4 separate regions of the Mus musculus genome follow, and regions 2, 3 and 4 are each linked to region 1. A link is a contact called in public HiChIP or PLAC-seq and promoter capture Hi-C data. All regions are on one chromosome and are shown on one strand. The core of a region is the stretch at or near the end of the contact, and the rest is flanking DNA. Distances in the headings are between cores, read along the strand shown. Region 1 holds the start of Zbtb17 (zinc finger and BTB domain containing 17). Region 2 overlaps Arhgef19 (Rho guanine nucleotide exchange factor (GEF) 19). Region 3 holds the start of Fblim1 (filamin binding LIM protein 1). Region 4 has its middle 10 kb from the start of Gm13056.

Region 1 (6,614 bases), core at 2,690-5,189:
CATCCAGTGCCAGATTAGTACAACATCAAAAGCTTACAGGTGAACACGGGTTCCCTGCTCGCCCTCCCTTTGTGAGAAATGAAGTTCATATACAATGGCAGGACCATGAGGAGCCAGCTTGGGCCGTTAGGATGGATGCCTGCACTTAAGCAAAAAACGTGGCCAAAGAAAGACTGTTCTAGGGGCTGGAGAGATAGCTCAGTGGTTAAGAGCACTGACTACTCTTCCAGAGGCCCTGAGTTCAAATCCCAGCAACCACATGGTGGCTCATAACCATCCATAATGAGATCTGATGCCCTCTTCTGGGATGTCTGAACACAGCTACAGTGTACTTACATATAATTAATACATACATACATACATACATACATACATACATACATACATAAATGCTGTTCCAGATGCAGCTTATGGGACAGTGGTCTGCTCAGCAGTTAAGGGGCAGAAAAAAAAAATAGCTCTTTATGTTAGCCACCGTATTCTTAGGACATTCTCCTCATTGGCCGCTCTGGAGACTTGAACCCAGGGACTTCAAAAGGCTAGCACTACCAGTGAGCCACACCTCTGCCCTGTAAGAAAATTTTAGATTTCACCTACTTAAAATAAGATAAAAGCTGGGTGTGGTGACACACACCTTTAATTCCAGCACCTGAGAAGCATGAACAGACCTCTGTGAAGGATGAAGCCAGCCAGGACTACATAACAGCATCCAGGATAGCCAGGGCTATCCTGAGACACTGGCGCAAAGAAAAAAAAGAAAAGGGGGGGGGGAACCATGCCCAGGAATTCACTTTAGTTTTTGCTGGGAAAAATAAATAAGTGAATCAAGCCATAATCCTGAACTTAGGAAGCAGAGGCAGGAGGATCACCCTGAACTCAAAGTTAGCCTGGGTGACAGAGTAAGTACCATTTAGACTCTATTTAAAAAAAACAAAGCAAGCTTTTTAATCAACAATTTCACAATGAAACTACTACCAGGATTTTTCTTGGGTTTTTTTTTTTTTTTTGGGTGGGGGCAGTTGTTTTGGTTTTTCAAGACAGGCTTTCTCAATGTAGCCATATAACCAGCCCTGGCTGCCCTGGACTGGCTTTGTAGACCAAGCTGTCCTTGAACTCAGAGATTCGTCTGCCTCTGAATCCCCAAATGCTAGGACCAAAGGTGTGTACCCCCACACCTGACTTAAAAACGTCCTGACCAGATGATCTGAACCATGCTGAGTGTGCATAGCGATCTGGAGCAAGCTTCCATCCTTCAGAGTCACAGACACACATACCTCAGATCTCCAAAAGGCCAGGGTCTCTCTTCTCAGACAGTGTGCCTGTAGGATCTCCAGCTCGGCTCCCCGCCTCCAGCTCATCACCTGAATCAAAGACACCGGAGAGGAAGCCTCAGTGAGTTTAGTACGCAGCCTGGCAAAAGCCCTCAACTGATGGTAAATGAATGAGTACTGGCCCGCTGTAGAACAGCCTGTGTGCTGGGCCTGGGGACCAAGGAGAATGATCAGGGCCCCAGGCTCCTCTTGGTCCTGGGACAGCCCTGCCCAGCTGGTGATCTTACCCAGTTCAGTGCAGCGTGGACTTCCGAGATGTCCACAACACTGGCACTCACCCCAACGCATACCCCCACTCAGGTGACCTCTGCGGGACGCCAGCCATAAGATCACCACCAGAGAGCGTCACTTCAACCTTTTTTGGTGGGGTTTTGGGTTTCTTGAGACAGGGTCTCACACTACAACTCAGGCTGGCCTAGAGCTTGCAGTGTGGCTCCGGCTATATAGTGAATCACCGGTGAACTATCGACCCACAGTTCTGTCTTGGCCTCCCTAGTGCTGGGATTCTAGGCACACACCACCTCAGGCTTCCCTTTGCTCAAGCACACATTCCCCACCCATCTAAAGCTAAATCTTTCCCACTGGGTGTGGAGGCACAGGCAGGTGGATCTCTGTAAACTCAAAGCCAGCCTGGTCTACAAACCGAGTTCGAGGACAGCCAGACTACAGAGAGAAACCCTGTCTTGGGGGAGGGGAGTACTAAATCTTCCCTCTTATTCACTGTGCTCCAGGTCCTGCTTCCTCCCAACATCCGTCAGTAAAGGACAGGGTTGCCCGACAAGCCTGACAACCTGAGTCTGATTCCTCAAAGCCCACAATGCAGTGGGGCACAGCTGTGATCTCAGCTTTCCCAGGGAGAGCTGCCAGGCAGATGGAAGGAGACTCGGATGGATGCAGGAAGCCAGCCTGCTACACCACACAGCAGGAAGGACAGAGACTCTGACTCAACACGGTAGAAGACGAGAACCCAATCAAGGTGTCCTCTGATCTGCACGCACGCTACAGTTTGAAGAATGGGACAAACCTGATGACTCTGTGGCTTCTCACTGAAGTTGTCACCAAGTTTTATCAATTCTACCTCCAAAATTATCTCCTCCCACTCTGCATCTAATCTAAAATTACTCAAGGCCACCCTTACACCTAAATTAGTCTTTTCTCTCTCTCAATTTTGTGTGTGTGTGTTTATGTGTGTGTGTTTCATGAGACAGAGTTTCTCTGTGTAGCCCTGGCTGTCCTAGAACTCTCTCTGTAGCCCAAGCTGGCCTCAAACTCAGAGATCCACCTGTCTGCCTCCCAAATGCCGGGATTAAAGAAGTTCACCACCACCACCCAGCATCTAGCAATCTCTAACTGATTTCAGGCCCACTCCTTTATGCCTCTTCAGCCTGCCTCAACCTGTGATCTTTCTGGTCCACAAACCGGCTTCTTAAATGCCTTCCCATTAACCTAAAAGTTAAAGTGCTGAACTGGGTTTGCAGCATCCCCAAAGACTTCAGCTGAGCCTGCTGACTTTACCACCCACCTCTGACGGAGGAAGAGGAGCTTGAACATTCGTACAGACAACACCTTCAACTTAGGATGCCCTTGTCCTTCTGCCTCACTCCCCCGTGGAACCTTTCGGCTCAGCTTTCTGAAACACGGGGACTCCCTAGGTTCACCTAAACTGTGTACGGTTTCCCAAGTCAGGCTCCCTTCCTGCAGCGCACTGACATCTGGAAAGCCCGTTTCTCTCTCCCACGTGAGTCTCTGAGCTCTGAACGCTGATGCCGGTGATGACACTTAACAGCAGCAAGGGACTTTCCACGCGTTCACGCTCTTAACTGGCCATGCTAGGCCCTGGACAACATACCACGTAACCCCTCACACATCTCAGAAGACAGATTTTATTATAACCCCATTTTAAGGATGAGGATACTGGGGTGGAGAGAGTCTCCGCTTGGAGCTGAGAACCCTAGTCGCACTCGGGGACCCAGTCCGCCCGCACTTCTGCTCTGTCCTCAGATCTGTCAGGGGCGGAGAGAAACGAGGGAAACGGGATGGAGGGATGGTGGGATGGATGACGAGTGAATGAATGAACGGTCTGTGACGGGAGGTCAGTGCGGCTCCCGGTCCGGGACACATCCAGGTCGCCCCCACCAGCCCCGCGCCGCCCCGCACTTCGCCCCCACGCGGCCGCAGCACGCCCACCCGCCGCAGCCGGCGCGCGGGGTCAGGGGGCGGTGACAGCCCGGCGGCGGGGGCGGAGATGCCACCAGCCGCGGTGTCACCCAGCCCGGGAGGCGACTCGCGCCCCGTCGGCCGCGCGGGTGCATGGCCACCCCTCCGGGCCGCTCCCGCCGCCCCGGGGCCCCGCGGCGCCCTCCGCCCGGGCCTCCCCTCCCCCACACAACCGTCCCGGCGTCCCGTGGCCCCGGTCCCCGGCCGCCTCGGGTCCCGCCTCCCGGGACTTCCGGACCGCTGGCGCCGCCCGGGCCTCACCTGCCATGTCCCGAACCCCACCACAGATGGAGGTGCATCACGGCCGCGAGAAGGCCGGGGGCAGCGCTTCACAGCAGACAAAGGGCGCCGCCATGTTAGAACCGGGCGGAACCGACCTCGCTGGCTTCCCGGCTGGGACTTCCGTCGCTGGCGCAGCGCTCGTCCGAGGTGCGCGACCGCCGGCAGGCGCATGCGCCGTGCCAGCCGAAAGTTAGTGCTCTTCTGGAGTTGGACCTCTTTTAACCCTTGTTTTCCGGCTCCACAGAGAGCTGCCGGGACACTTGCTGTGCACCGGACTCTGTGTTAAGCTCTTTACTGTTTATTGTCTCATTGCTCACACGATACAACCGAGTTCTTTCTCCTCTCTTTGGGAGGAGTGAAAACTTAGGTGCAAAAGGATTACTCAAACATCTTTGTGACAAAGGAAAGATGTGGACCTACTTGTGACTCCCTTTATGGTTTTGGTAATTTTATTTATTTGTTTGTTTGTTGTATTAGGGATCAAACCCAGCAACTCGGACTGGGTAAATAAATTACTCAGTGGCCTGTTGGGAGCCGACTCCTAGCAGAAAGCGGCTGTCATCTCTGCAGCCATCTCGGGCTATTTACTTACAAGTTGGTACTTTTCCACCCTGACAAGAGACTTGTTTTCCTACCATGATGTTTTTGCAAGAAGCCCACCACAGCTGAACACACTCTGATAACATCTTGTTTTTCTCTTACATATCCTGGATTTGTGGTTAAGTATCTCCTGCCATACTCCCAGCAAGTGCATATATACCCATAGTTGCCTTCCAATAAATGAGATTTGATCAGATAGCCTGTCTTGTCTCCATTCTTCGCGTCTCTTGCCCCTGTCCCCACTCTCTCTCTCTCAGACCCTGTTTACTGACCCGCGGGCCAGGTCAGTGGCACAAGTGCTTGCTTGCTACACAAGCTCTATCTTGAAAACCACGGTAAAAGCCAGGGGGCTGGCAGGAGAGATAGCTCAGAGGTTAAGGACACTTTTGCTCTTGTAGAGAACTTGGCTTCGATTCCCGGCACCCACATGGTGACTCCAATTTCAAGAGATCTGATGCCTTCTGCTATTTGCAGGAATTAGACATACATACAAGCATGCAGGCAAAATACTCATAGAATTTAAGTAAACATTAAATAAATAATAGTAATAAAATCTAGGAGTGGTGCATTCTGTAATCCCAGGGATTTATTGGCCAGTCAACCTATCGTATGGAAACCTCAGGCTTCAGTGTCCTGAAGGTTGGAAATTAGATTAGAACTAAAGATGTAGGTCAGTGGTAAAATACTAGCCTAGCATGACTGAGAATGCAGGCTCCATTCCCAGGGAGGAAGTGATATGGGAAGGGCATGAAGAAGGTCAGGGCTGGCAGCCAGGGTGGGTTTGTATTTAATTACTATGCCAGGACTGCAGAATATTAACTGTTATTTATAATTTCACTGAAAACTCTTCAAAGAACAAAGACTTAGCTGAGTGTGATGCACACCTTAATCCCAGCACTTGGAGGCTAGAGACAGGCAGCTCTCTGACTCTGCACACTAAAGATTCATGGTGTAATTTCTAGATGGGTCATATTCATAGCTTGGCCAGGGGTGTGGAAATGGAAAGATTAATACTTAGGAACTGGAAATAGAGATGGCTAAGTGGAACAGATGGATCTCTTGTGTCCTCAATCTCTAAATCTAAAATTCAATGAGACCCCTTGTCAGTCGAAGGTAGCTGTCCCTCCTCCCATTGAGGGCAGTTACTTTGCAAGAGGCTGCTAATGCCATGAGACTCCTCCATCACCTTTCAGTTTCTTCTAGCTCTACAAGGAGAGAAGGTTCTAGAACATCCTTTGAAGCCAGAACTGTGTCTAACCAAGGAGAAGACATATAATAGAGCACTGACTGCCCTTCCAGAGGTCCTGCATTCAATCCCCAGCTACCATATGGTGGCTCACAACCATCTGTAATGGGATCTGCTGAGTTCTCCTGGTGTGTGTCTGAAGACAACTACCATGTATTCATATACATAAAATAATTAAAATCTTTAACTAAAAAAAAGGATGCAGGGCAGTGGTGGCGCACGCCTTTAATCCCAGCACTTGGGAGGCAGAGGCAGGCGGATTTCTGAGTTCGAGACCAGCCTGATCTACAGAGTGAGTTCCAGGGCAGCCAGGGCTACACAGAGAAACCCTGTCTCGAAAAACAACAAACAAAACAAAAGATATTGGGAACAAGCAAAGGGAACTTGTCTTAAATACTGCCATTTTGTTTTCAGACTCCATTTTAATGATAGGCGGAAGCTAAGTTCTAGTTTCCAGGCCCTAGAGGAGATGAGGACTACCCGATAGCTGACCAGCTCCCATTATTTATCGTTTGTTCCCTAAAACATAATGGCATGCCTGTTCCAGAACATGACTCTTCCTAACCTCTTTTTGACCAAATGGATTTGATTGGTTGGACTGTAAAACCTGCATTCAGTATCAGCTGACAGAGATAAAACCGGAAAGGAAACTCCCTGTGCCTAAATCCTGATGGGTGGGAAAATGTAACTGTGACCTGCAACAGATGATCCTGGTTTTTCAAGCCTAAAAGCTCTGTGACAGCCGGGCGTGGTGGCGCACGCCTTTAATCCCAGCACTTGGGAGGCAAAGGCAGGTGGATTTCTAAGTTTGAGGCCAGCCTGGTATACAGAGTGAGTTCCAGGACAGCCAGGGCTACACAGAGAAACCCTGTCTCGAAAAACCGGGAAAAAAAAAAAAAAAAAGCTCTGTAACATTCTGGCTTGGGCTGAGTAGTGGG
Region 2 (7,123 bases), core at 3,023-5,522, 180 kb after region 1:
GCCAACCTAAAAACATCTTTTTAGACCTTAAAACATTTTTCTAAATCCTAAACAACTTAGGTACAATACTTTAAACAAGAATGGAAACATACATGCATAGTGTGCTGTAACAATGTATACCCTTAATCTGTATCAATATACAAAATCCACAGCAAATGTAAACCAATTTGGCTTGTTCATGTTCTTCAGTCTAAGAGTAGATTCAATGATCTACCCCTTTCTCCTATTATCCCTATACCACTGAGGTGTGTCTTTCTCTAGTCCAGGGGTACATTTTGATTTTTGAGGTAGGGTCTGTGTAGTCTTGGCTGGCCTAGAATGCACTAGAGTGAGTTCTTCCTGCCTCTGCCTCCCACGGGCTAGAATTACAGCCGTGCACCACCAAGCCTGGCTGAATCCCATGATGTTTAGGTGCCCTCCACCCTCTTTGTTTGGGTGGGGACAGAGATGGAACCTGGGGCCTCCTGTGTGTGAGCTAAACTTTAGTCTTAGGAAGGGTCTTGCCCGGCAGCCCCACTTCAGGAGACAGTCTTCTGATATTGGGTGGAGTTTGTGGGCCAGAGGATAGGGCAGGGCCACAGGTGTGTTTGGGCTACTTGGTGGGCAAGACAGTAGATGTGACTGGGCTACTTGGTGGGCGGGGCAGCAGGTGTGTCTGGGCCACTTGGTGGGCTCTCCTTCTACCCACTCTACACTTTTTCCCCTCCTTTTTATCCCCTGCCCCCAACATTAGGTAAGAGAGAAAAGGAAATAGAGAGGAAAGAAAAGATCCCTGAATAAAGTCAGGGGTCAGAAATGTTTTTCGTTAGACCACTTCCTGCTGATTAGAGGTGTGAGTTCCTTGGGGCAAGTTTGGTCTTCGCTGTCTGGATTTCCAATTTCTTCTTGTTTCTTTTTTGTGCAGGACTACTGAACAAACTACAAACAACAACCAAACAACAACAACGACCCACCATGCCTCTCTGGGTGCCTAGCATTTATCTACCCTCTGAAAAGTCCCCAGAATTCCGAACGGCACACAACCACAGAAAATGCCTGCAGCTGGCAAAGTCACTCCCCAGCTCAAGCACGAGGCAACTCATTGTCAGCTGCTGTGGGTCGTTTGAAACAGCTTTGTCCCATACCTGGTTTGTGTGTGTGTGTGTGTGTGTGTGTGTGTGTGTGTGTGTATGTGTGTGTGTTTTAAGGAAACCAAAATTCCAGACTTCTTACAACAAGCAGGTCCCAGCAAAGGCAGATATGAGTACTAGAGCCTTCCAAGTCAGCTCCTGAGAGCCAAGGCCTAAAGACCAGTTGGATAGACAGTGCCAGACCTCTGCCCCCACTGTGCCCTCCGCACCTCCTATCCTGCAGACAGCAGCCTGTGCACCTCCTTCTGCAACAAGCAGAGGCAGGGCCCTGGGTCCTTAGCCAAGGCCAACTGCCAGGCCCGGGCCTCCTGGGCAGAAGCAGGAGAACCGTGATTCTGCCTGGAGGCGGGAGAGAGAGTGGCATGGCCCCTTGGAGATCTTTTGAAATATTGTTTGCTGCCTGACTGTGTGTGTGGTGTGTGTGTGTGTGTGTGTTCTCGCACACAAGCATGTCAGGACCAGCCCAGGCTCCCAGTGTGTAGCTGGGACCCTCTGCCAGCTGAGTCCAGATGTGCCAGGCAACCCAGACCCTAGGGAGCTTCTGGCCTCTATTTTCTTTTTTCTCTGTTGTTTTTTGAAAACAAGATCTCACTGTAGGGCTTTGGTTGGCCTGGTACTCACTCTGTAAACTAGGCTGGCCTTGAACTCACAGAGCTCTGTGAGGAGTCCGTTTTTTATATCCCATTTTATATCCACTCACAAACTAGGCCACAGGCTGTTTGCTGTCTGTCCTGGGTAAAAGGTACTCTGCTTCTGCAGGTCTGCAGTTGATCTGTCTGACTGAGGGGCTTTAAGGCTGTCAGCTGCAGCCTCCATTAACACCTCAGAGTGACACAGGGGTTGGCTCCATAAAGCTGGGAATTGCGCTCCTCTAAGTTGAAGTCACTGGGAGGAAAGGGGAGGGGGACTTACCTCTGCCTTTTGTTCCCAGTAAGTGTATGACTGTCAGAGCATGTGTTCACATGGTAAAAGCTCACTGAGAGTTTACTCACTCAGATCATGAATTAAATAAGAGATTGTAGAGAGAATGCCTACATGCTTATATAGTAGGGGCAATTATCTGGCTTAATTTTCACCATTTGTCACTGACTTGGAGAGTCATGGGAAGTTTAAGACTGTAACTAAGCCCTCCTTGAAGTCTTGTTTAGACACTCCTAGTCACTACCCTTTTTCTTTTTTTCTTTTTTTCTTTTTTTCTTTTTTTTTTTTTTTTTGTGTCTTTTCCAGACAGGGTTTCTCTGTATAGCTCTGGCTGTCCTAGAACTCACTCTGTAGACCAGTAACTCAGAGATCTGCCTGCCTCTGCCTCCCAAGTGCTGGGATTAAAGGCGTGCGCCACCACGCCCGGCTCCTAGTCACTATCTTATCTCCTGGTTTTGCACCTGGTGTTCTGTGGTGTATGTCTTCTTTATGACCTTCGGTTAATGGTTTCTGTAACCCCTTGGGATATACCCTAAGTTTTAGAAGTCTGCTGTTATCTAAGAAGCAATTAAGCCGTCCTGTTAAAAAGGGACTCGAATATACCATTTGGTAATGATGGTAACCCTCCCCAATTCTTGGTGACCCTAGCATGCTGGCTGTTTCTGCAGATTAAACACTCTTTGTCTTTGTATACTATCCGAATCTGGGGTCTTCCTTCAGAGGATTGCGGATCTTACCCTGACCTGCTTCTGTCTCCCCACTGCCACCCCTGTTTAAAGCTGAAGCAGAGCCTTATTTTTTTCCCCTAGTGAGTACACTGTTGCTATCTTCAGACTCACCAGAAGAGGGCGTCAGATCCCATTAGAGATGGTTGTGAGCCACCATGTGGTTGCTGGGAATTGAACTCAGGACCTCTGGAAGAGCAGTCAGTGCTCTTAACCGCTGAGCCATCTCTCCAGCCTGAAGCAGAGAGTCTTAAAGGAGCTAGATGTCTTCCTACATTCATGGTATTCAGGTATGAAAATATATGGATTTGGGCCAGCAAGTTGACTCAGCAGGTAAAGGCGCTGGCCACCAAGCCTGATGACTGAAATTCAATCCCTGGAACCCACATGTGGAAGAAAGAGAACTTGATTTTTGCAGTTACCCTCTGACATCCCCCCCACCCCCCCCCACACACATAAGCTCTGTGGTACACGCAGCCCCTCCCTGTGGTCCATCTCACCACTGGGGTGTGTGAACTCTGCTCAGACAGACAAAAGGGTTATGAACATAGCCTAAGGGGGGGGTGGGGGGGAGCAGCCTGGGTGAGACACAGCACAGGCTGAGGCTGAGGAGACAGGAGTTCAGTTGCAACTGGAAACTTCAAGAGTCAGGAACAGAGGGTCAAGGGTCCGTGGGCCTCTCATGAGGAGCTCAGGGCTGGGGCTCCCAAACTCCCGGACATCCCGATTCTGCTGGGTCACAAGGGGTTGGGGATGGAGTTGGGGTCTGCAGGCTGAGGATGACAGGGATGGGGGACTCTGGCTTAGCTGTGGTGGCGAGTCTGGGCATGTAGAGGGTCCTTCTACGGGAGGTTTAGACAGCAGCGTTGTGACTCAGTAGTCAAAGGCCTTCTCTATGCTCCCCACTGCGATGAAAGAGATGGTCCTTGATTCCAAATTGTTTATTGTTCATCATGGAAAATGGGTGAGTACCTCCTTCTCAGGGTGGACTAGTGATTAAATAAATACCCTTTGCAGGGAGGAAGGTCCAAGAAGGGATGCTTATTGGCTAAGTCCTCAGGGCCTCTAGATACCTCATCAGCATGGAGAACTCTGTTCTTTGGAAAGAGTCCAACTCTTTAACAGATTCTACCTGGGCAGGACTTGAGCCTGGAGCTCGCTGTAGTGTGAGCCCTGAGGGCATGGGATATACAGGACAGGGCGGACCCAAGAGGCTCTGATCAGGGTCTCTCTCAAATGGCCCAAGAATTTCTTCCGCCCTGCCCTCACCTGAGTGCTTGGGTTGCAGGCACCACCCTGCCGCTTATGCAGTACAGGAATCTTGCCCTGGGTCACTCCAACACTGGTGCCTCCCCAGCCCCTAGTCCCCCTTTATGGGGCAGAAGGGTCTTACTTTGTAGGAGGGGGGGGGTCTCCTCGGCTACGGTCCTCCTGACATAGCCCCTCCCACTTCCCCAGGGAGTGCTTGGCTAATCGCTGTGCACTGCCACACCCAGCTTGCTAGGACGATGTGTAAACACATATTGGATCCCAGCCCAGCGAATGAGTCCGCGCTGACAGACATGGCAGGCTGACGGAATGAATGAAGTGAAAGCCTGAGTCGGCACGGTGGGGGAACACAAACCGCACGGGACCCAGGAGTGTTTCCTGGTCCTGGCTGGTGTGGGTGGGGCCTGGGTTTCATCCAAGAAAGAAAGGAAAAGAAAAGAATGAAAGAAAGAAAAAGATGAAAAAGAAAGAAAGAGGGGGGTGGGGGAAGAAGGAAGAGTTAGGTCGCCAGCAATTCCCCCCAAAATGTTTTTCAACATGGTCTGTTATCCTAGCCCTCAGGAGGGGCAGGCCTGGGCCAAGGCCAGCATGAGCTTCGTTAAGACCCTCTGTAAAGCTTTTTTTTGGTTTTGTTGTTGTTGTTGTTTGTTTAAAGATTGTGTACATCGTCGGGGCTTGGCAGCTCACCTCTCTCATGCCAGTACTTGGGAAGGGAAGAAGAGGTTTGCCTTGAGTTTGAGGCTAGCCTGGACTACAATGTGAGAACTGGGGACGCAGGGGGAGGAAAGGAAAAACAATCAACCCCATTGGTGACCCATGTGGCCATCACGTGACTCCTGACGTCATGAGCAGAGGACTCTGTTTACCTCTGTGGTGTTCCCGCCGAAAGCCGCAGCAACTCCGGCTTCGTCATGAGAAAAACATCAGATACACCCAAATTGCAGGATCGTGTACAAAATACCGACCAGAAAGCCTCAAAATTGCCCAGGTCAGGAAAACCCAGGAAAAACAAGGGAAAACAGAGGAGCTGAGTCAGACAGACAGGGAAGTTAGAGGACAGACAGGAGAGGGCACGTGTGGACTGAGTAAGACCCGGGCGAGGTTCAGCTCACGCTCACGTGGACGCAGTAGAGGGGGAACCACCTGGACTTCAGGGTGGATCCAAAGAACGAAAACCTAAATACAAAACCGATTCGGAGCGGGGCTGGGGCGGGGGTAAGGATGCCGCGCAGTTTGGGAGGATCAAGTGGGACCCAAAGCCAAGTTCCATCCCCAGCACCACATGAACCTGCGGTGGTAGCTTGGGTCTGTAATTCTAGCACTGAGAGGTGGGGGCAGGAGATTTAGGAGTTCGAAGTCATCCTGGACTATGTAGGGAGTCCGAGTCTGTCTTGGGCTGGAGACCTTGCCTTAAAAAACAATCCCAGCACTTGGGAGGCAGAGGCAGGCGGATTTCTGAGTTCAAGGCCAGTCTGGTCTACAGAGTGAGTTCCAGGACAGCCAGGGCTACACAGAGAAACCCTGTCTCGAAAAAACCAGAACCAACCAACCAACCAAATCAATAGAAACCAACTTGTGCAAAGAACATTAGAAAGAAGGAGAATCCTTGGTTACATTGTGAGTTTGAGCCAATGGGCCTATCTAAACCCTGCCCCAGGAAACTGAAGAGAGACTGGTGTGTGGGCTCGGAGGGAGAGTGTATCCATCAAACACAGAACAACAGCAGGAGGAAAACAGACACGCTCCCACATCGCCCTAAAACCTTAGTCAGCATTCCTCCCTGACCACCCATGGCCGGGGCCACCCCTTCTTCTCTTTAGGAGAGAGAGAGAGAGAGAGAGAGAGAGAGAGAGAGAGAGAGAGAGAGAGAGAGAGAGAGAGAGAGAGGTGTGAAGCAAGCCCTAGCTGTCCTGGACCTGCCCCTGCCTCTCTTGTGTGGGGATTAAGGGTGTGCACCACCATGCCTGGGCCCCTTCTCTAAGCCCCGAAGAAGACCCCATCCCAACTGTTCACAGCTAACTCACCCTCTGGGTCAGCAGAGGTGCCCCCAGTGGCCCATGGGACTCCAGGGTCAACCCTGCTCAGCCTGGCTCTCAGGACTGCACACATGGCTACTGCTGCCATTTGGATCTAAGTGTCCCAGACACCAAGGGTCACGACACGAGGTGGGTTATGGCAAATGAACCTGGGAGGTATTATTAGGTCACTGGGAGGGGATACGGAGACCCCACCTCTCCCTCTGTGTGTCAGACATGTCCACCATGAATTACTGGGCTACCATTGGCTCAGAGCACCAAGGCCAGGTGACTCTGGATTGAAACCTCTAAAGACTCAGAATACACGTTTCTTCTTAAATTATTTCAAGCATTTTGTTGCTGTGACAGAAAGCTACCCCACTGTGTAGGGCCTACAAGTGAAAGCTACACTTAATAGGCCCAACAGCACACACTAATCCTGATCAGTGCACAGGAAACCATGGATCCAAGCTGGTCCAATCACATCTCTATTCTGACACAGCTTTTGCTGGAAAAAAAAATATCTGCAATACATATTTATGTCTTTATTCCGGGGACTTGTTTTCTGTGTAGTCCTGTGTCCTGGAACTCTGTAGACCAGGCTGGCCTTGAACTCAGAGATCCACCTGCCTCTGCCTCCTGAGTGCTATGATTAAAGGTAAGCGCCACCGCTGCCCAGCTAATGTTACATATTTTAAACTGTATGTAGGGGGTCGGAGAGGTGGCTTGGGGGTTAAAGGCACTGACTGGGACCTGGTTTTGGTTCCTAGCTCATGGTGGCTCACAACCATCTGTAACTCCATTTTCAGGGAATCTGTCGCCCTCTTCTGGCCTCCCCTGGTATTACATGCACAGGGTGCACAGAAGCAGATGCTACATGAAATACATCTAAAACGTTTTTTTAAACAAATAAGCAAAACAAAACAACAAAACAGGGAAGATGTATGTTTGTAGATGGTTTTTCCAGGGTAGTGATGGGGAGATGGTTGGGGGGCAGGGGATCTCCCATTGAAGCCATAGGCTCACAGCTGGAGGCGGACGAGGACACGTAGTAGGATTGGGA
Region 3 (7,434 bases), core at 808-3,307, 160 kb before region 1:
AAGAGAGCTATACTTCCCAACAGAGGAGTCTGGATGGCAGCAAATATCACCCACTCCCTGGATCTTATCCCTAAGCCCTTCTCCTTCTGCCTGCAGGGTCTCAGCAGTCATGGCCCTAGTAGAGGGCTCTCTTCTTGTCCACTGGGACTTCTGAGGGGAGAAGAGACCTGGTCTGAGCTTGGCAGGGAGGGGGGAGGGGAGCAGAGTCCATGAGCTGGCAGACAGAGGGCGTGTATTCTCTGCCTGCACACTTCCTGGGTTTCCATTGCAGGAAGTTTGGCACCTGCCTATCGGTGCCACTGATACCCAGGCTGGTGCAGGCGACTTTTAGCCAGGACAATACCCCAACTGGAAGCAGCAACAGCAGCAGCAGCAGGAGGAGGTGGAACAGAGGCCAGGGGTGCAGGACAGCTGGTGAGTGGTAGCAGCTAGACCCCTTCCAGACTGCCTTAGACTGTGGATGTGGGAAGCCTGGCTCCTAGATTAATCCCTTTGACCTTGGCGAAGGCCCCAAGTCAACCCTTCCTTCCGTGTGGCGTCTCATTGTGGGGTAACCGGGTAGGTCAGTACCACCTTGACTCAGTGGCGCCCCCCTTTCTCAGCTGAGGTGTAAGAGTCTCCACACCTGCCACAGACAAGAGGCCCCATTGCCAGGTTGGGAACGCACCCAAGGGGCCCCTGGGCACCGGTAGCCTCAGCATAATACTGGGTTCTGTCCTTGGCTCTCATCTGGGGATGGTGGCAGCAATCCAGCCTCTGGGACTAGCAGATCCGGGTGCCTAAGGGGCACTCTCCGGTCTGGCTTGAATCTAGCCTTGTCCAGTGCCCATTGCACAAGCCTCGGTCCTCGCCGGCTTCAGTGTCTGGTCTGTGGGGTGGGACCTATCAGCCCTGGAGTAGAGTCTGGAAGGGTTAGATGAAAGGTTTGAAAGGGACACAAGGGAAGTCTCTAGAAACAGCAGTTACTGTCGTCGTTGTGACTCCACACTGGCGGGTAGAATCAAATGGAAAAATCTAATGGCAAAGACTGGGGAGGCCATTAAGGGGGTGGGGCTTAGTGGGGAGGCGGAGGATGGAGCTGAGCACCCAGACACCCCACTCTGACACCTCTCTTCTGCAGCAATACAAGGACCACCTCGAGGAGCTGTTGTATGTGGGGGGGGGGGGCGAGGAGGGCTGCAGAAGGGGACCTAATCCTTCCTAGTTACCCCCCCCCCATGACTCTGGGTCCAGCTCTCCCCTGCCCAGTCCCCCATTGTGCCTCTAATCGAAAGAACAATCGGCTTGCCTGGGAATCAGACCTAGATTCCTTTCCCCTGCAATGTCTTCAGGTCTCTAGGGACCTGAGCTGTCCAGAGCAGCCCCAACCCAGGCCGCAGGGCCCTGTGCTCTGCTTCTTCAGGGGCCAGTAACAGGGCCGGAAAGCAAACAGGTGACCTGATTGTTTCCCCTGTCTCCTGTAAGGGCCTCTTTCCACTACAGGACCTGAGACCCACTTGTAGAAGGATTCATAGGCTCACACAGGCAGTGACAGCCCAGGACAGCAGATCCAGGTGACTTGCTTCGCTGGGGTGTCTGAAAACCCTACCCCAGGCATCCTTTGAATAAGCCCCGCAACTCCAGTATATGTTAGCATTATCGCTTTAACTCTAGGCCACGTTGCAGAGGTGGGCTGTGCGGACCCCATTTTAGGAATTAAAGATTGAGGCTTAAGAAAACGGGGTTGACAGTCCAGGTCATGCGTCTAGCCTAACTTATGACCCTGAAGGATTTCAGAGTCAGTCTGGCTACAAGTACCCCTCTCCACCAATTGGGGCAGGTGGAGCCTCTCATCCAGGTGACCTAGAGCGAGGTTGGCTAAGGATCCCACTCCCCAGCCCGCCCCGCCCCTCCCCGGTGCACCGTGGGGGTGGGCAGCGGAGGAGGAGCCACAGGGAAGGGGAGGAGTGGTGGGAACAAAGGGAGGGGGCGCGGCCACAGGTGGGGGGGCAGGTAGGGCGAGCCAGCGCCCCCTCCCCGAGCGTCACCTTTTATGGTAAGGCGCGCGCGGGGCGGCGGGCGGAGGGAGGCTGGGGCGGGAGCAAGGGGCGGAGGCGCAGCGCCGGCGGAGGCCGGGCGTGGGGAGCGCGGCAGGTAAGCGGGTGCGGCGTGGGGGTCCTGGCTGTGCTCCCCGGGCAGGGTCAACTTCAGGTGGCCACATGGGCAACTCTCGGCCACCGTACTGAACCCAGCTCGGCGCGGTTGGGGGGCTCGGGGCGGGTACTGTGTCTTGTCCCTGTGTGTCCCAGGATCTCAGCCATTGGGGACTCTGGGAGGCTGTGCGGGGACGGCACAGGGGTCATCTCCTGGCTCTTGATTGGGACGGGTTGAGCAGGGCAGAGGCTCCCGCACAAAGAGGATAGCGTCCCGCATATGGATCGAATTATAGTCACTGCGGTGACCCGGCCAACTGTCCCGCTCTGCTGCTGTGCCAGGGAGCAGAGTTCCCGAGTTCTTTTGCCCCTCCCGGACCCTGTTTCCAGCTCCAGTCTGGAGAGGGAAAGGAGGGTCCTGGGGTCTCCTCGCCTGGCTTGGCGGGGTGTGGAAGTGGGCGATCCCCAAAGTGAGTGCAACTACTCCCCCATCTCCAGGCCAGACCTGAGGTCCCAGGGGGAGAGGCTGGGCAGCGCCCAGATTCCAGCTTTTAACAATGGAGATCACTGTCCTCCAGCCGCAGGGCTCCTTCTTCCCCCCTGGGGCTGAACGACCAGCTGGCCTCCCCAGCCACCCTCCAGGGCAGACTTCTATTCTCTTTATGAATAGAAAGCGAGCCCAGAGAGGTTGAGTGACCGCGTCAAGGTCGCCCAGTACAAAAGACCGGTAGCCTGAGGAGATCTGACTTCTGCGCCTCTTCCTTTCTCTGGTCTAGGAAAGAGGATGAGAGAGGCCCTTAGCCTTCTGAGATCGCAAGGTGTCTTGTGGGAGTGAGTGGGGGGACATTCACTCTTCCACTTTCAGCAAAGTTTAATTCTAGTCCTCAACTTAGATTGCTTATTGGTCTGTGTGAAAGAGCAATGCTTAGAAATGACTCGGAGGTGGCTTTAGAGTGCGGGCAAAGAGTTATCGAGGCCGCCAGCACATCCCCTCCCAGGGGCTGCAGCCTAAGGCCGGCCCTGGCTGGCTGGCTGGCCGGCTCTCAGCCTCCTTCCTTCCTCTTGACAGGAAATGACTTTCTTTCCCTTTGTTCCCACTTTCTCCGCTTACCCAACTGGATCTGGGTGTCTGATTTGCCCTCCGGGGGAGGAAGGATGGGGGTGGAGGGTCTGCTGGGAAGTTTTCATAGAATGCTCCCCCCAACCCCCACCCCACCCCCGCCTGGGTGAACTCAGGGTTAGTGGGACCAAAGGGAAGCGCCAGCAGGCTCTCCTTAAGGGACCTGACAGGGCTTTGAAAATCCCCAGCGCTGCTCCATCCCTGAGGTCCCCACCTCTGCATGACAACGTAAAGGGCGGGTATGGCTGCCCAGCTGCGAACATCTGGCCTTCACGCTGGATGTTTCCGAGAAAGCAGGGAGAACGGAATGGGGGGTCAGAGTCGGGGTGGGGGTGGGGGTGGAGGAGGGTTCCTGAAGAGCCACAGCCTGTCTCAGAGGACCCGCCTAGAATGTGTTGACCGCAAGAAACTGGTTTGGATTGGGTTATTGGGGGAAGGGGTGGAGCTTGGAGTGGGGGAGGAGGCTTGTGTGGTCCAGGGAAGAAAAAGTCCAAGGATGCCCCAGGACTTTCAGGTTGCTGGATCCTCTGAAAGGATTCCAAGCCTGCTGGAGGGCCAAGAAAATCCACTCTAAGTCTTGTTGGGACTGCGTGACAGAGGCTCCCTACAGCTGAGGTTTGAAGGCTGAGCTCTCGACTCTATAAATGTCAGTGGAGTTGAGGGAGGGTCTAACTATGTAGCCCAGGCTGGGTTGGAACCCATGGTCCTCCTGTCTCAGGTTTCCTGAGTTCTGAGATTACAGTTGCAAGTATGTGTGGCCGTTCTTGGCTTCAATTTGTTTGTTTGTTTCTTTGTTTGGGCTAGTGTGGGATTTGCTATGTAGACCAGTCTGGCCTTGAACTGACAAGAGAAGAGATCTGCTTGCTCTTCTGCCTCTGAGTGCTAGGATTAAAAGTATGAGCCCTCATTCCTGGTGAGGTGTGTGTGTGTGTGTGTGTGTGTGTGCACATACACATATTTTATACACTTTTTTTTACTAGACAGGGTTTCTCTGTGTAGCCCTGTCTGTCTTGGAACTCACTCTGTAGTCCAGGCTGGCTTTGAACTCACAGAGATCTGCCTGCCTCTGCCTCCCAAGTGCTGGGATTAGAGGTGTGTACCACTATTGCCCAGGCCCCCAATTTTTTTTTTTTTAAAAGATTTTACCCTTTTGGGAAACAGGGTTTCTCTGTGTAGCCCTGGCTATTCTGGAAATCGCTGTGTAGACCAGGCTGGCCTCCAACTCACAGACATTCCCCTGTTTCTTGCCTTTGGCACATCTGATTAAAAGCATGTGTCACCTCGCCTGACACTCCCAGAGCTATTTTCTTGGTCTGTGTCTCTGTCAGCCTGCAGGAGGGTCTAAGGAAGCCAACGCACTTTAGGGATCAGAGGAAGGCCTGTGAGTGACCATGTGGGAGCCCCATCCCATCAGGGACTCTGGATCTGTCACCCCTCTCTACTGTCCAGCCCCATTTAGACTAGCCATACACCTCCCTAAGCACCCGTGACTGGGCTTCAGGGTCGAGGCATGGTGGCCCACACAGAGCCAGGAAGGGAGAGAGAGATAAGGGGCACATTTTTAGCCAGGGAACTATGGTTGGGTGCCAGGGAGGACTTTGGTGCTCTGTGGCCAGTTCACCCCCAGTGACCCACCCCAGAGGCTGCTGTCTGCAGGAGCTGCCTGTCCTTCCCAGCATGAAGGTGCTCCCTCTGCCCAGATCCCTGCTTCAGCCCATGCACTGCCAGCCGCTCTCTGGCTCTGGATGCAGACCACTGAAGGCAGGCGGGTTACCTGAGGGTATCAGACACATGCATAATGAGCCAGCAGGTCCTGTGGTGAGTTGTCCCCAAGGTGAGGAAACAGACATTGCCCCAGGGTGAGAGTCGGGACACTCCCTTGGATGAGGTGAGGTTTGAACTGGACCTTGAGAGAGTTAAAATTAACCCTGTAGGAACATCCTCCCCCAGAGAAAGGCGGGAAAGAAAGGGCTAAGAGGGTTAAAAGAACTTGAGGTAGGCTGGGGGCTTGGCTCTGTACCGCACGTGTGCAAGACCCTGAGTCCCATCCCCGTATCAGAGAGATGGATGGGGTTGAGAGGGGGAAGCCATAGAAGTTTAGAGTTTATCCTCTGAGATAATGGGAAGCCTTAAGACAGGGTTTCTCTGTGTAGCCCTGGCTGTCCTGGAACTCATTTTGTAGACCAGGCTGGCCTCAAACTCAGAAATCCGCCTGCCTCTGCCTCCCGAGTGCTGGGATTAAAGGCGTGCGCCACCTCACCCGGCTTAAAAACTTTTATTATTTACGTACGTGCGTGCGTGCGTGCGTGCGTGTGTGCGTGTGTGTATGTGTGTGTTTGAAACAGGATTTCTTTGGAACTCTCTCTGTAGCCAAGGCTGGCCTTGAACTCAGATCTGCCTGCCTCTGCCTCCCTCTGCTGGGATTAAAGGGTACACTGCCACCACCCAGTCTTAAAAAGCTTTTAAGCAGGGGAGAAACAATCAGATTTATGCTCTGAGAAGATGAGGGTTAGGAGGTAAGATAGGAGACCTTCAACTACCCACAGCCACCACACACACACACACACACACACACACACACACAGAGTGTCAAGGATGTGACACTTCGGGGCTGGATGGAGTGGGCAGAAGAGAACAAAGCAGTCAAGGGACTTGACTTCTGGCATCTGTTTCCTCGCTGATGAAATAAGATGATGTGTCGCTGGGTGCTCGCGGCAGCATGGGGAGCACGTGCTGTCTTTTCCTCTTCCAGCCGCTCTTACCATCCTGTTCTCTTCCAGTGGAGCTGGCCTGAACTTTGGACCTTGTCTTCCAGTAGGAAATCAGTCTCTCAGGTAAGGGAGGGGTCGGGGTGGGTATCCTAATACCTGCCCGCCAGCTGTCTGGGCTGGGCTCTGAAGGAGGTGGCCAAGGAGGAGGGTCTGGATCCTGCAGGGCTGGCTGTCCATTGCTCTGGAGCACTGGCCACCAGGAGGAGCCATTGGAGTGTGTGGGTCCCTGTGAACTAGCCACCTGGCCTATCTGAAGGCCATCCCTTGCCCCTCCTACTTCTTCCTCTGACCTTCCCTGCTCACTGTGCAACCCAGGCTGGCCCAGACCACACCATTCTCCTGCCTCAGTCCCCTCTCTGGTAGGGCCTGGGTATTTAGACAGTGTCTTGTAGGAGAAGGGAGGCTCTGGACAAGCTCTTTGGTGGCCAGCAGGATACCCTTTGATAGCCTGAACCCCTTCTCTTCCTGGCCCCAACAGAAGGCGATCATGGCCTCCAAGCCTGAGAAAAGGGTGGCCTCCTCTGTCTTCATCACCCTGGCACCGCCACGCCGAGATGTAGCCGTGAGTGAGGAAGTGGGCCAGGCAGCTTGTGAAGCCAGACGCGCTCGGCCCTGGGAGATGCTTCCCACAAAGACACCTGGGGCCGCAGTGGGCAGGAGCCCCAAGACCTGGACGCCCTCTGGCAAGACCAATGCCTCACTCTCTGGAGTCACACCTCAGCTCTCCAATGGAGGTAAGAGAGCATCTCTAAGGGGACGAGGACAGAGCTAGCACCAAGGCAGGGAGAAAAGGGCAGGCTAGGGGTCACTCATTCATCAAGTGCTGTCCGTGTGCCAGGCCGACTCTGGAACCCACCTACCTGCGCCCGAGTCCTGACTCTTCTCCTTTTCAGCTCCGGGATGTTGCAGGTCCCTCAGCCTCCCTGTGCCTCAATTTCTTAGCAATAGAGATCCTTACGAATATGATATGTCACATAAAAACTTCAAAGTATAGTTGTGAAGATTAAGAGCTTTAATACAGGACCAGCAAGATGGCTCTGCCGGTAAAAATGCTCGCTGGGCAAGTGTAAGGACCTAAGTTCAATTCCCAGAACCTACCTAAAGGTGGACAGGCAGATCAACTCCTGCAGGTTGTCCTCTAACCTCCACACATACACACACATGCACACAGATATACACATGTGCACACAGGCACACACACAGATACATGCGTGCACATGGACATGCACATACATGCACATGGATACACACATGTACACAGACATACATGTACCTGGATACACCCATGTACATGGGGATACATACACACAAATAGACACATGCACACTCACACACACATACACCCATGCACATGGATACACCTGTGAGCATATACATGTACATGGATAAACATACACACAGAGATACACAG
Region 4 (7,371 bases), core at 3,273-5,772, 160 kb after region 1:
GGGTGCACTTCCTGTGTACTCTTTGGGTTTCTCACCAGACCCATCAAAGGCCTCTTCAAAATAACACAGGAATGGAGTGTGGTGGCTTGCACCTGGAACCCCAGATGTTGAAACAGGAGGATTGCTGTGAGTTTGAGGCCACTTTGGTGTGATGATTTAGGACTGTAATCCCAGCGCTGGAGAGGTGGGGGGCGAAAGGATGAGGAATTTTAAGGCCAGCCTTGACTACTTAGCAGAGTTGGCAGCCAGCCTGGGCTACATGAGGATCTGTCTAACCAAAGTAAAACAAACCACAACGGTAATTGGAGATGTTTAGCGGGACTCAGGCAACCCTGCCCTGGAAGACCAAGCCTAGTAGCCCCCAGGACACTCACTGCCACCCTCGGCTCCTCAGTTCTCTTTGCTACAGAGAGTTGAGCCAGACTACAAGGCCTGGGGTGGGGGATGGGAGGTGGGGTGGAGGTAGGTGGGTGGAGGCGGTGACAGAGGAACAGCTAGGAGCCCAGTAGCAGAGCCACGTGGAGCGCAGAGCCCGATCAGTCCCAAACGCTGGGGGAGGGGATGTCACAGGTCTTTAGCAGCCGCCCCGCCCCGTCTCGCTCCCGCCGCCCCTCTTCCGACCCCGCAGGTGTCGCCTTTGAGGGTCGCCACGTGAGGTTTATGGCGCGGTCGCGTCTGCGCCTCGTAAAAGGGGTCGCGCCAGCAGAGCCGCTGCCCCCGTCGCCTTGGAAACAGGGCGCATCCCCGCGGAGGGCCAGGCGGGTGGGACCCACCTGGGGTCACCGGACGCTCCCGCGGCGCGCTCTGCATATCTCCGCCAGCTCTCCCCGGGTGGTCCCCGCTCTCCTGCCGCCCCTCTCCGCCCCTTGCCCCAAGAGCCTTTGAGAGTCACCTCCACCCGGAAGCCTTCAGCCACTGCCACCTGTAGGGGGCCGGGGTCGGGGACTGGCGTTTTCTAGAAATGCCCACCAATGATCGTAGTCCCACAGTGAACCTTGACCTCAAGCCAAGCATCAAGAATGTCATCTTTTGTCTTCATACCTACTCCTAGATTGAACCAAGGAACCAGCAAGAAAAAACAACCACAACAACACCGTCAGTTTCCCCATCTGCAAGGAGGGGTCGATGAGATGGGTCCTCTAAGGAATGCTAGCTGCCTTGCCTGCTTTCCTAAATTCGATGCCTGGAGCCCACAGGGCGAAAGTAGAGGACTGATTCCCACTAATTATCCTCTGACCCACATGCCTGCCTCCACGGCTCGAGCTGCGGGCTGGCTGTGGACACAAAACAAATAAGGGCTAGGCATCTGCCGTTAACCCCAGAGCTAGGGAGGCAGCAACAAAGGGGATCTCTGTGAGTTTGTGTCTAGCCTGGTCTACATAGTGAATTCCAGTCAAGGCTACAGAGAGAGACTGTCTCCAAAATAAAATACAAATATATATATATATATATATATTTTTTTTTTTTAAAGGGAAGATATCAATACATCAGTACCAGACTCTTGCAGCTTAGCACCCAAAGTGGGAAGGCTGAGTCTGACAGGCTGCACAGAATCCTTCCACTGAGCTACATACACCCCACAGCCAGCTCTGGCTCTGAAGAGCCTCAGCTAGGGTGGGCAGGCTCCAGACGGTCCTGGCCCTGGTACCTGCTGCACTTAGTGAGCCCCACCCTTCAGGCCCTGAGTGGGGCTCTCCACACTGGTGGAGAGTCTAGACATCTCTGAGGGACCTCCAGCTCCCACATCCTGGAGAGTCCTAGGTCACCAGGCATGGCTTGTGACACCCACCACCACCACCACCACCACACACACACACACACACACACACACATCCCCAGTCTTCTCTTCTGTAGACTCAGAGCTATACATCCCTGCCTTTTGCTCTGGTCTATGGTCGCCAGACATGTTCAAAGCCAGGCTGATGAGGGTCTCTTTGTCTTGCACAGACAGACACATTCAAGAAGCCTCAATGGCTTCCCTGGCCTTAAGACCTAGTGACTGAATCCAGGGCTGTACATAGGCCATGGACATAGGCTGTGGGAACAGATAGCCTTGGCTATACTGGAAGGCCCACCCCAACACAGGCTTAGAAGAAAAGAAAGGGATAAGAGATGACACCCCTCCAGGATAGAAACCACCCATAGCCATTGTCCATCCTGCTGATGAGCCGGGCTAGGTGCCCATACCTCTTGAATATATATGGACAGCAAGCCAGCCAGGTGGTCATTTCATGCCCATTCTATGGATGGAAAAGTTGAGTCAAGGAGGGAAAAAAAATCACTTAACGAACATTCCCCCCCCCCCCCCGGCATGTGGCAGCCCCATTCCTTCCCGGGCACTCTGCATTTCCCAGTGTTCCTTGCACTGACTCACATCTGGCTATGGACGCATTCCTGGTGCAGGACGAGAGCCTTCAGGAGTTGAGACTGGTTTTACTTTGCTGTCATTCTGAGGCTCCAGTGCCCAACTCGGGGCCTAGAACATAACAGGTTTGTTGAGGTCACCTGGCGACTATGTCTTCTTGCAACCGCACAGAGGCTCTGTCTTCCGGTGGCCACACTTCCGGTTGAGCACGTAGTGGTGACCCCAGAACACTAAATCTGGATGGATCCTCTCTCAGAGTTCATCCCGATGACTGTTAACCTCCGGTTTTACAGGGGGCAGAGATTGAACGAAGGGGACAGCCCGGATTTAAAGCGAGCTCTTGTGGAGCTCACAAAAGACCTTTAAACCCTATGGGGTCCGGCTGACCTGGGGTCTGCCCCAGAGATAGCATGCTGCTGGCAAAGGGGCAAAGGCTCCCTCGGAGAGCAGGTCACAGTTCTTCCGAGTTGTAGACACTTGAGTGGGCCATGTGGGGAGGCACATGACTCAGGCGTCCTGAGGGCAGGGTTGGGCCAGGTGAAAGTATGGGGCCAGCATGGGCATCTACCTCTGAGTGTCTGAGGCAGCACGACAGAGCCTGCATCAGACAGGCGGCTGTCAGCAGCCTCCACAGACGAACAGGCAACAGGCGCTGAGAGGTGAAAGGTTTACTCAGTCAGACAACTAAAACTGGGGACGTAGCTCGGGTGGGCCATCCGGTGCTTACAGAAAGCCTAGGGTTCGCTCCGCCCAAACTGGGCATGCGTGGGGATGTGTGCCCGTAAACCCAGCATTCAGAAGGTGAGGGCAAAAGGATTGCTGTGAGTTTCAAGTTAGCCTGAGCTACATAGTGAGTTCCAGGCCAGCCTAGGCTAGAGTGAGACCCTATTTTGATAAACCAAAAGAAAGAAAGCCCGATGGGGCAGACACATTCTCTTAACCCTGCTTGCTTGGGAGGTAGCAAAAGGTGGACTGGGAGCTGGAAGCTATCCTTAGCTACTCAAGACCCTGTCTTTTCTTTTGTTTCATTTTTTATGTGCATGGGTGTTTAACCTGAATGTATTTATGTGTATCACGTGTGTGCCCAGTGCCCTCACAGGCTTAAAAAAAGGGGATTGGATCCCTCTGGAACTGGAGTTATAGATGCTGGGAACAGAACCTGGGTCCTCTTAACTCCAACGGCATCCCTTCAACTCTGAGGTCCTGCCTTAGAGAGTAGTAATGGAGGTGGGGGGGGGGGCGTGGAGGCTGGAAAAATAGTTCAGCTGAAGAAACATTTGCCTTGCAAACATGAGGACCAGAATTGAATACTTAGAACCCACATAAAAAGCCAGGTGTGGCGGAATGCGTTTTCGATCAGGCCCTGGGGAGAAGGCAGCAAAGCTATTACTCCCCACCACTTGCCAAGTTCCAGGCCAGGGAGAGACCCTACCTCCGACGAAAGGCTGACCTGAGGGATAGTGCAGGCTGTCCTCTGGCCTCTGTCTGTATAAGCATCTGCATATACATAAACACACACATGCACCTGCGCACGAATGCAAGCATGCACAATGATACAAGTAGTGTTTTCCTGTAGGTGTCTGTGCAGGAGTGTGTGAGGCGTGGAGCTGGGAACGGGGAAGGCTGCCTGCTGCTGCCCAGTAATACTCTGTCCTGGTCCCCTGTCTCCAGAGAGCAATGCTAATAACTGTTTGGCATGCAGCATCTGCCTATGTTAATGACCTGCACACATGCCTCAGGCTCACGCGGCGGAGACTCCCCTCCTGTGAAACTGTCTTCCTCCAGGCCTGACCTCAAGGTCCTGAGGCCTCACCCTGACTTCCTTACATCCAGACTGGCCTGGCCTACATCAGTGTTACCTGCCTCCACCCTCTGGTTGTGAACTCCCCAAAGGGAGGGCAATACCCCCCCCCCCGCCCGCATCATCAGAGGACCGGAGCTTCCAGTGATGAAAGATGCTGTCACCTGTGACCTTGACTCAAATCACTATCATCTGTTTTGAGGGAGCAGACGGGGGCAGTGGGACCTCAGAACTGAGCTGGACAATGGCTTTAAAAGTGCCTGGCCACCTTAGAGTTAGCCCCACCCACTCCATGTCCCAATGACTCTGCCATTCCTCTCTTATCGAAAGCCACAAAACCCAGCCATCGAAACTGGTGGCCTCTTGACCCTCATGCCTCGCCCTGTCAGCCAGTGCCCACACCCAGCCGGTCCACTGTCAGCAGCCCTAGAGGGCCTGGAAAGCCAACATCCCAGACTTCCGATGTCTCTTGCCCCATGTGGCTCTGGCCTTCTGCTCCACTCTGGCTTCTTGGGAGGAAGTTGTATCTTACCCTCAGGATGCCAGGCTGGGGTGGGGAGCCCGCAGGCCAAGGGTACTACCTATAAAGATAAGGGGAATCTGAGGCTGCCGGCTGTGGCGGCGACGCCGCTGGAGGATCAAAGTCGGCCCCAGGGGAGAGGCCGGTGAGGGCTGTCACCTGTCCTCCGGATCTCTCAGGCACACTCTTTCCTTCCTTCCAGGACAGAGAGACTTCTGTGAACCCCAGCCAGCATAGGAAACGGAGAACTAGAGGGAGAGGGGCTAGTCCAGGCTCCCGTTGCCAGTCCTGGGATACATCTCAGTTACCCCACATGCAAAATCGACAGTAAGAGAGACTGAGTCAGTTTTATTACACGAGATAAGGGACTGGAACGCAGCAGCCAGCTCGGCGCCGGTCACGGTCATCTGCATGCGTGCCGCAAAGCAGTCCCCTTTCGCAGGGTCCAAAATCCTCAGCTTCGTTCCTGAAACACACGGAGCGGCTCCCCCCACCCCAAGTTCTCTGAGGGCCCCAACTTCCACCATCCCTCCCTGCTGTTGATGTCACTTTGAGTTTCAAAGCACCCCTCCCTCCTCCAAGGGAAGAGGCAGAGAGTCTACCCTGCCTCCTGCCAGGACCGAACTGGTGACTGGGTTTCCAGAGAATGACAGGCACTGAGCAGAGAGTGCTGACTCAGCACCCGGAGCTAAGGCTTACTTAGCAACCCGGCCAGGCCTTGGGCAAACAGAGCTGTGGGCAGCCACACCCCGCCACAGGAATGCAGTAGCATTCCTGGGGGCTGCCACAGCAGCAGGGTTGGGACCTGGGGGGCAGGTAAGCTGCCTCCCTTTCCGTCCTCTTTCCCTGGACAGAAGGGCGTCTCACAGTAGGTCCTGGGGCTCTGCAGCAGCCTTGGCTCTGGGTCCCAGACACAGTAACAGACCACAAGCAGGCCTCAGGGGAGGGGGCCAAAGTGAAGGGCAAAGAGACTCTGAGATTTATAGTCTACGCGACATTGGACAAAGCCTGCCTGCCTAAGATTTTGGCTGAAAAGCAGCCCTAGCATGAAAACCTTCAGCGAGGGGACCTTCAGTTACGGATTCCACACCCCTGTGAGGTGTGGATGAAGATCTCCATTAGGATGAGGGGAGCCTTGAGTGTTGGATCAGAGAGGGATTTATACCTCCCTGAGACAGCACAGCATGGCTAGATTCCAGGATAGGTCGCTTTCACCCTTCATGTCTACTGTCTTTTTAATTTTTTTTTAAAGATTTATTTATTATAGGTAAGTACACTCTAGCTGTCTTCAGACACCCCAGAAGAGGGCATCAGATCTCATTATGGATGGTTGTGAGCCACCATGTAGTTGCTGGGATTTGAACTCAGGACCTTCGGAAGAGCACTCAGTGCTCTTACCCACTAAGCCATCTCTCCAGCCCCTTTTAAATTTTTTTAAATTTATTTTATGTATGTGAGTACACTGTCGCTGTCTTCAGACACACCAGAAGAGGGCATCAGATCCCATTACAGATGGTTGTGAGCCACCATGTGGTTGCTGGGAATTGAACTCAGAACCTCTGCAAGAGCAGTCAGTGCTTTTAACCACTGAGCCATCTCTCCTGCCCCTATATCTACTGTCTTAAGCAAATCTGAGTCCCAGGTATAGTGACCCCAGATCCTCCTCAAGGAGGGGGGGGGCTATTGGGAGGTTTAGGTAAAGAAATCCTGGCTTTTATCTCCTCTCTTCCAGGAACTGTGTCCTGGTGGGGACCCTTCTTCTACCCTCCCCCCCCCCAGGAAAGCCTCCTTTCCTTCCTCTAGCAAGACCGCTTCCTCTTCTTCTTCCTCTTCCTCTACCTGCCTTTGTCCTTTTCTGTGTTGCTCTGGAGCAGGGGAGGCAGCTCTTTCAGGAACAGAACTCTTGACTCTGGACTGGACCTGCTCAGTGGTCCGGTTTCTGTCTTGCTGTGCTATCGGGGAGATCTCCCACACTCTCTGGACCAGAACTATTTCAGATCTTAGAGCATTCGTCTAGACTCTTTCAAGGACTTGAGCATCCTTCTTCTGAAAATCCAAAATTTGAACTCGGCTGGCCATCCCGTGTCACTCACAGACACCGACGGTTTGAGTTTCTGAATTGGAGATACTAGAGCTGTGTTACCAAAACTGCACTGAAGACAGAATATACCTCAGCTACCTGTCCTTGGAAAATCCGAGTCCGTCCAGGTGTGCGCCCAAGACCTCTGCCGCCTCCTTTAATGCCCCAGGTCTGCTTGCTTTTGCTTCCCCCTAGGGTATGGAGCCAGACTCTGTGAAGCAAGCTAGGCTCTCCAGCCCCTAGAAGAACTGCCTGCCCAGCCGAGGGAAGGGACCACAGCCTCCATTCACCATTCATTGCTAAGCCTGGATCCGGGGGAGCCTTTGTGGCAGGAACAAAACCTGAGGATCAGCTGTTATCTGAGAGGCCCCTCCCGGAAGCCTGAGAGGTGCGCTGTGCCCCTCCTGGGCCCTGCAGTAGAGAGCCATGCCCTGGACGCTCCCTACTCCCCTGGGTGTGAGGCTGGGGGCGGGGAGGGGGGGAAGGGGGCGGACAGAGAGTAAAGTAGAATTCTGATTCCAATTTCATCCTCAGAAGACTGGGTCGTGGCTTGATCCTATTATCAAATTTGAGGCTCACAAACTGTACCCCAAGTCAGATCCTGC

Evidence for each region. HiChIP or PLAC-seq counts read pairs in DNA pulled down with a chosen protein or histone mark. Capture Hi-C pulls out chosen DNA fragments and counts their contacts.
Region 2: an HNF4G HiChIP or PLAC-seq map of pancreatic cancer cells shows a contact between it and region 1. The contact joins the enhancer-like site here to the promoter of Zbtb17 in region 1. A contact is called at or near these places in 1 of 39 promoter capture datasets (liver), 2 of 484 Hi-C or Micro-C datasets (embryonic stem cells and liver), 4 of 115 datasets of contacts at active chromatin or transcription factors (embryonic midbrain, embryonic stem cells and pancreatic cancer cells) and 3 of 9 other capture datasets (adipose tissue, liver and pancreatic islet).
Region 3: a promoter capture Hi-C map of liver shows a contact between it and region 1. The contact joins the promoter of Fblim1 here to the promoter of Zbtb17 in region 1. A contact is called at or near these places in 5 of 39 promoter capture datasets (the 3T3-L1 cell line, embryonic stem cells, hematopoietic stem and progenitor cells and 2 more), 1 of 15 datasets of contacts at CTCF or cohesin (stem cell-derived epiblast-like cells), 4 of 484 Hi-C or Micro-C datasets (B cells, bone marrow-derived macrophages and embryonic stem cells), 21 of 115 datasets of contacts at active chromatin or transcription factors (the 230-238 cell line, the NIH/3T3 cell line, bone marrow-derived macrophages and 13 more) and 5 of 9 other capture datasets (adipose tissue, embryonic stem cells, liver and 2 more).
Region 4: an H3K27ac HiChIP or PLAC-seq map of embryonic stem cells shows a contact between it and region 1, with 9 read pairs. The contact joins the enhancer-like site here to the promoter of Zbtb17 in region 1. A contact is called at or near these places in 1 of 484 Hi-C or Micro-C datasets (nephron progenitors), 3 of 115 datasets of contacts at active chromatin or transcription factors (embryonic stem cells and extraembryonic endoderm stem cells) and 1 of 9 other capture datasets (adipose tissue).

Annotation. Positions count from the first base shown.
Region 1 is chr4:141,441,998-141,448,611 of GRCm38.p6, reverse strand. It overlaps Zbtb17 (zinc finger and BTB domain containing 17), which reads right to left and starts at 3,939. Exons shown (of 16, transcript NM_009541.2): 1 at 3,810-3,939; 2 at 1,275-1,361. It overlaps Gm42337, which reads left to right. Exons shown (of 4, transcript XM_030253993.1): 2 at 1,563-1,631; 3 at 3,429-4,019; 4 at 4,308-4,626. The coding sequence ends at 4,375.
Region 2 is chr4:141,257,385-141,264,507 of GRCm38.p6, reverse strand. It overlaps Arhgef19 (Rho guanine nucleotide exchange factor (GEF) 19), which reads right to left. Exons shown (of 18, transcript NM_001379647.1): 18 at 7,004-7,123. Among named protein-coding and RNA genes, the nearest start is that of Gm52686, 12 kb to the right of the region's middle. Within about 2 kb of position 4,272, at least 49 of the 459 cell types and tissues checked have an H3K27ac peak or open chromatin away from gene starts, as enhancers often do. A contact at or near this core is called in liver and pancreatic cancer cells, where this site is marked.
Region 3 is chr4:141,594,547-141,601,980 of GRCm38.p6, reverse strand. Fblim1 (filamin binding LIM protein 1) reads left to right here and starts at 2,057. Exons shown (of 9, transcript NM_001163256.1): 1 at 2,057-2,133; 2 at 6,033-6,086; 3 at 6,502-6,757. The coding sequence starts at 6,511.
Region 4 is chr4:141,285,097-141,292,467 of GRCm38.p6, reverse strand. No RefSeq gene overlaps it. Among named protein-coding and RNA genes, the nearest start is that of Gm13056, 10 kb to the right of the region's middle. Within about 2 kb of position 4,522, at least 114 of the 459 cell types and tissues checked have an H3K27ac peak or open chromatin away from gene starts, as enhancers often do. A contact at or near this core is called in embryonic stem cells and extraembryonic endoderm stem cells, where this site is marked.